Regions from separate parts of the Mus musculus genome. Here region 1 is linked to region 2. Evidence: chromatin contacts called from public promoter capture Hi-C data. All regions are on one chromosome and are shown on one strand. Each heading gives the region's core, a stretch centred on a gene start, on an enhancer-like site or on the middle of the called end of the contact. The rest is flanking DNA. Distances are from core to core; before and after follow the strand shown. Region 1 holds the start of Prcp (prolylcarboxypeptidase (angiotensinase C)). Region 2 overlaps Dlg2 (discs large MAGUK scaffold protein 2).

Region 1 (3,228 bases), core at 559-3,058, 610 kb before region 2:
GGCGGGGGGGGGGGGGAGGAGAGAGGAAAATAAATTAGCATCATTCCACCCTTTACCCCTGCATTCTCTGGAAGCAGTATTCCCAGGGAGATTTTTAGAGACCGTATGTACTAAAGCTTCCCCCTCTAACTTTACTGCTAATAACTGGATGCTATGAAGAATTATATGTGTGTAAAAGAGGTTTCAGTACAAGGATTAAGAGTCGTTCCATAGGAAAAAGCCATGAGTTCGGCTTTGTTTTACAGTGTGGGCGGAGAGCAGAGCTACAGAAAAGAGGAAGTCCTAGAGTTCTTAACACAGCCTTCACTTCAGCTAGACAGCCATAGCTCGCTCCACAGAAAGGTTTTCCTAGGGAAAGCATAAAACTCCATGGTCCTGCCTCCAACTTCTCAACTTACAAATAAGCCGCTGTAGAAATTAAAGGGGCCGTTCCAGAAAGACTTCTGCTACCTCAGCTAAATTAAAATGTTTGCTTGCTTTCTTCCTTTCTTTTCTTTTCGTTTTTCTTTTTTTTTTGAAACCCAAACTTAAATTTCTAGGTCTTTTTTTTTTTTTTTTTACTTCAAAACTAAATTGTTCTACAACCCCATGTCTTCCCTCTTTCCCAAATTCCTACCTAGTCAAACGTCCCATCAATAAGCATGCCTCCATCGGTAACCTTCTATTCAGGGCAGCTACTCTGCTAGGGCTTATGGTTCTTAGCTGCTTCAGTTAGTCATCACTGCAACCTTCTGCAGTAAGCCAAGAAACTTGGCTCAGAAACTAACTGTAACTTGTCCAAGATCACAGAGTGAGGCCAGAATCCTGATGTGACTTCTAAAGCCAAGATCAGACGACTGTACTCTTTCTAATCCCAGTGCCTTGTGCATTCAGGCCTCAGAGACTCCTAGAACTATAGAATTATATAGCCTTGTCATTTCAGAGGACACAGGTACTTTTCATTCAGACCTATAGGGTAATGACCTATGGTCTCATGCTGCCACCAAATACAAAGGCATTGGAGAAGCCTGTCTTAAAACTGTGAACTCAAGTTCAAGACCAGAGAGACCTGATCCTTGCACTCACTTCAGATGGGGATACAGACCTTTTAGCCTCTAAAGGTAACATTTCAGCTGAGAGAAGCAGTTTAGTGAAGCGATACATTCTTATGTAATGGGTACATCTGAATTTGTGTTGAGAGACCTAAAGGTGAAGGTTAGCCTCCATACCTAAGAATTTGAGGTGAGAGGTATGGGGTCAAAGGTTAGTCTCCATAATCTGGTTTTGGCCAAGGTAAACAAAGAGTTTAGATTGAGGCATTTCCTAAAATGAAGAGTTAAAAATATGTATCCTGGACCTCCAGAACTGGAGGGATAAATTTCTCATGGTCTCTGTTGGGAAACACTCGAATAATTAAGGCTTAAGACCACCCTCCAGAAAATGTGAACTAAAACCAAGTCAAGTCCTAAGTATCAGAGTCTGAATTTTGGAGTGGGCGGCGGTGCTCCAACAGCCAAGCAAGGTATGGGCGGGCGGTTGGGACGTGGGACCTAGAACCCTTACTCCCCAGCCTCTGCTTACCTTCTGTTCGAAGTAAAGAACTGAGTATTTACGGGCTACAGCAGGGTCGGGTGTGGGACTGGCTGACAAATGCGGGCTGCCGAGGGTCTTTAGCCTAGGCGGGATGGTTGTGGCGGCCCCGAGTAATAGGAAAGACAGGAGCAGGAGAGCCCGGCAGCCCATGGCTGGGGATGGCAGCCACAGTGTGGGCGACTAAAGAAAGAGAGCCACCAGCAGAAGCGCAAAGACTAAGCCGGGCCCAGCTCGTAGCTCCGCCCGCTGCAGACCAGCTCCTCCCCCGGGAAACCTAAAACCAGGCAGCTCCTGGCCCCAAAGGCGTTGCCTCCACACTTGCCACTCGCCATCCTCCTTCTCCCCGCCCACCTCCACTGAGGTCACACTCTACGTCGGCCTTTACTACGCAGGGTTTTGCCCCATCCTTATCTATGGCTCCCCAAGCCCTATCGCTACCCTAGGTTATGCCATATCCCCGCCTTTATTGCCACCATCACACTGTCCCCGCAACCTCAGTCCCACGTAACACCCCAGCTCTCCGCAAATCCCTTATAATGGCACGGGGCGGGAGGAGGAGGGAGGGAGAGTGAGTCTATTGTCACCAGGCATGACGGCACACACGTGACCCACACTCAACCAGAACAGCAACCTTCCAGACGGAGTTGGACTCTCCCCTCTACTTAGGTGAGGAAACAAGTACAGGGACTCGATGCTGGGCCCCTCAAGTAGCAGGAAATGGAGCGAGGTTCACAGATCGCTCTGCCCCCTTCCTTGTAGGCCGTTCGGGCTCTTCGCCTCTGTTGTTCCCGCCTAAGCAGCCCCACCGGTGTTCAGTTCTCGGGTCACCCCCATCGTCCGCATTGCCCGCACGACCCGTCCCTCCTGTGGCCGCTGGGTGTTGCGCGCAGACTAAGCCTTCTCTAAGCCTCGGTAATCCATCCATGCTCCGCGATGGCGACTCCCTCTACAACAGCGCCCCCTCCTGTCCAGCCCGCGGCGCCAACTTTCATCCGCTCCCACGCCCTCGGCGTCCGTCTGAAGCCACTCCTTCCCACGCCTCGAGCCTTCCCGGCTTCCCTCGCACTTCGCCGAGAGAACTACCGCTCCACCAGTCGATGAAGAACGACCCTCGAAACCCACAGCTACCCCTAGCTTTACAAGAAGGGTCGCTTGCCCGGGGGTGGGTGGTGGGGTGGGGACACGCCCTGCAGGGCGTTTTCTGATTGGCTCTCCTGAAAGTCCGTCAAGACGGTCCTTCCGGCGGAAGAGGACGCGGGAGATTCGATTGCTGGCGTTTGGAGAGCGGCGGACCGAGCGGCCGGAGGGCGGAGCGGTTGCCCGGGCTTGTCTGTGTCCTTTGCCTCAGGTGAGACGCTGAAAAAAGGAGTTCTTGGGGGGCTCTAGGTGGAGAGACTCCTGACGAGGCGCTGTAACCTTGCACTCCGTATGGATTGATTTCAGGACTTCTGGCCGTAAACGCCGGCTACGAGGTTAAACGGGAAAGTCAATACTTTTCATGTTCCTTGGCGAAGGTTTATCAGCACTTTACTGTTGCTGCGGATCCCCAAAAACCCAGAAAGGAAAGGGCTCGACTTTCAACGGGGGCATAAAACTATGTCAGCAGGTTACTGTGCTAGGTGCTGGCAAAGATGGTTTGTTTTATTTTTTTCAGAT
Region 2 (3,131 bases), core at 278-2,777:
TGAACCAATCTTTGTGACCCAGAACAACTACCACTTCCTCCTAATACATTCTTACTCTTCTGGCTCAGTGAAGCCATGGTGTTTCTGCTACACATTTGCCAAACAATCTGTGTTGACAGTCGTCATGCCCTGACTTGCATTTCGGCAGTAATTGTCCCAAAGGACACACCCTGGAAGGAATGAGGCATTTTCTACTTACTCCTGTAATATGTCTAGCATAGGATCTTGGATGCAGTGAGTGTTAAAAATTCCTGGAGGGGTGGAAATTGATAATTGAATATGTGGTAGACTTTCCTTAGGGCTTTGAGAATGAGGTTAGGGTAGGCTGGAAACTAACACATTTATGATAGTCCAAGACTTTGGTCCTAGAATTTGTAAGCACCTAGGGATAAGAATATAGATATGAGATCTTGGGGGCTGACTAGGCTGGGCCTGTACAAACAAACAAAGAAAAAATACCATCATCATCATCATCATCACCACCATCATCAACAAAAGCCTCAAAAACCACACAGATGTTCTGTGATAGGCCTATGTGAGATGGATGGCAACCTGTATCCCAAGGTGACCTGACATAGGGTAGATGCTCTCTTTTTTCCTCCAGTCATCTACTCAGTGCTTCTCTTCACCCTCTCACCTGCCACCAAACTGTACTGTAGTGACTTCTCTGTCCCTTGCCACTGAGGACTAGAATACTAGCACCTACTTTCATATTACTGCATTTCCAAATCTAGACAGATCAATACATGTTTGCTGGGTAGGTGGAGAAAGTGAAAAAATGGGAAGAAGTGAAGATAACAGCCACACACCTGACAGTACACTTGGCTTGTTATTGGAATGACAGTACTGACTATGAGCATTATGGGATAGATATTGTTTCAGGCTTTCTGGCAAAATATGTTTATTCAGAAAAAGCATAGCTCTGGTGTTGTAGGAGGGTTTGTCAGAGTGAATATTCTGGGTTGGCTGGGACATGTTTTGAGAGCAGATGGTTAAATCCCATTTCTCTGCCCAGACCTCAGCAGTAATTGCCCTGTAACTCTGGGAATTTATGGGTATGTGCACACAGTCATGTGAATGCTAAAGAAGCAGTAACTTAGATCCTCAGGAAGGTCTTAAGAGCTTTGATTTTTATTGTTCAATTTCCTGAAAAAATTAATTTAAGATGTTTGTAATCAATTGCAGATATCAAAACAGCTCCCGGTACCCATATGCTCTGGCCTATTAGCCAACTACCATTATTGTTAAAGCTTCATTCCTTAAATTCAGATCCTAAAGGATTGAGTAACTCAGCCTGATAAAGTATTTATTTCCATGGCTTTGATATGTAGTGATTTGGTACTGATCTGGGGCACTTGTGTTAATTCAAGCCCTGGCATGTCATCAAAGGTGCTAAAACAGAGGATTTCCATAGAAATTCTATAGTTGCAACGTGAATTCTAAGAGGCTGTCACAATGCACTCTGCCCCTCTGACCATAACTGCCAAGACCACACAGGACAGGGACTCACTTATGGCACATGCTTCAGGGCGCTGTGCAATGCTAACAGATGGCTGGCAGAACACAGCCCCGATCAAGTCAGCAGGGTGACACTCATTAAGAGTCATCACCAAATCCATTTCCAGCAAAATCCCATTCCAATGAAATATCACTGTGAAAAAAATGGTCAATCTGCTTGAATGAACATTACTCTAGGGGACTATAATGCCAGGCCTGGTTGGAGCTCCGTAGATAACCAGTACTCTCTTTGTGCCTCAGGGCCTTTCTGCCAATCATTTTCTAGATTGGTCCTGGTCCATCTTCCTTTCATCTCTTCTAGCTTCCATAGGTAGTACAGGAAGCAAGGTCATCAACATTCCTTCCAGATCCTGGCATTCATTCTCCTGTCTACTTGTTCTCCTTGATGAGAAAGTCAAGGAGAACGAATGGTAGAGAACATAGGCACTTTGTCCCATTGGTTAGAATCCCTTCCAGTAGACATTTATTCATCCTTCTGCTTCAAGCACGTTAACAATTTTTTTTCAAGGAAAATCAATGTTTTTTTTTCTCTCTCCCCCTCCCCCTCCCCTACTCCATAATGGAACACATTGATCTTCTAATGCATCCCATTAAAACTACATTTTGTTGTATTTTAGAAGCCTTTAGTAAATCAAAATATTGCTGTGCGAATAGAGGGTCAGATGTACACAAAGGCAACCTCGGCTAGTGATGGTCAGCTCACCAAGCCCAGGTCGCTTGACTAAAAAGCCAGCCTCCACCACCACTGAGTCCTCACTTAACCCTCATCAACAGGTAAAACTGTGACAGTTACATTTTCACACCTCCAGGTCTCTCTACAGGGCCTCTCTCACGTGCTGCCTCCTGAGAGCCTTCTGCAATCCTACTTACCCTCCAGGCCCAGTGCACAAGCCTCTTCTTCAATCAGCACACCAGGAAGCCTCAGTTGCCAAGCCTTGCTCTTTCACCTGCATTCCCATAGCCCTTTGTTGGAACACCTGCACTGAGATTTCTCTTATTCTCCTGCTCTCCTGCTGCTACAATTGCAATGAAGATGTCTTAAAGCCTACATTTATGACCTGACATGAAGAGTCAATTGGGTGAGTTGATAAAGAAATCTCTTAGGTTGATTCTCCTACCTCATTCACCCCATTATTAGGGATGAAGGGAGAAAGCATGAGTGAGGTGCACTGTCTAGATGAAAGGCTGATACCCAGTAGTTAGTGGCAGCCTGAGAACAAGTTCTAATCCCTCCTTTACCACTAACATTTTCCCCAAGCTCCCACACTCCATCATAAACTGAAGCTCCCCTTTCCCAGGGCTCTGCTCTGTGCCTACCCTTGTTTACCTGCTTCATGAGTCTAATCAGTAAACTCTGGCTCAGGCTCACCACCATTCATAATAGTTGACGATTCTGTGTGTCCTCCTCTCATCTTTATCTTTCCTTCCATTTTCCTCACTACAAAATAATACCAGGCCAAGAGAACACCTATAGCTACCCATGGGCCATAAACTCAGATTCTGATCATGAATGTACATATGAAGGAACACATGCCTGCTGGAGAAAGCTGAAGCTCTGTTGTATGACGTGGACAAGTTAGTTAACCCCTGTGAAGTAAGGCCAATAACCACAC

What was found. Promoter capture Hi-C pulls out the DNA fragments that hold promoters and counts their contacts.
Region 1: a promoter capture Hi-C map of hippocampal neurons shows a contact between it and region 2, with 2.2 times the contacts expected there. The contact joins the promoter of Prcp here to the enhancer-like site in region 2. A contact is called at or near these places in 5 of 39 promoter capture datasets (the 3T3-L1 cell line, frontonasal cranial neural crest, hippocampal neurons and 1 more).

What each region holds. Positions count from the first base shown.
Region 1 is chr7:92,873,833-92,877,060 of GRCm38.p6, reverse strand. It overlaps Prcp (prolylcarboxypeptidase (angiotensinase C)), which reads right to left and starts at 1,808. Exons shown (of 9, transcript NM_028243.3): 1 at 1,561-1,808. The coding sequence starts at 1,722. Ddias (DNA damage-induced apoptosis suppressor) reads left to right here and starts at 2,814. Exons shown (of 6, transcript NM_001355126.1): 1 at 2,814-2,920.
Region 2 is chr7:92,263,032-92,266,162 of GRCm38.p6, reverse strand. All of the region lies in intron 13 of Dlg2 (discs large MAGUK scaffold protein 2), which reads right to left. Among named protein-coding and RNA genes, the nearest start is that of 4930567K12Rik, 150 kb to the right of the region's middle. Within about 2 kb of position 1,527, at least 16 of the 459 cell types and tissues checked have an H3K27ac peak or open chromatin away from gene starts, as enhancers often do. A contact at or near this core is called in hippocampal neurons, where this site is marked.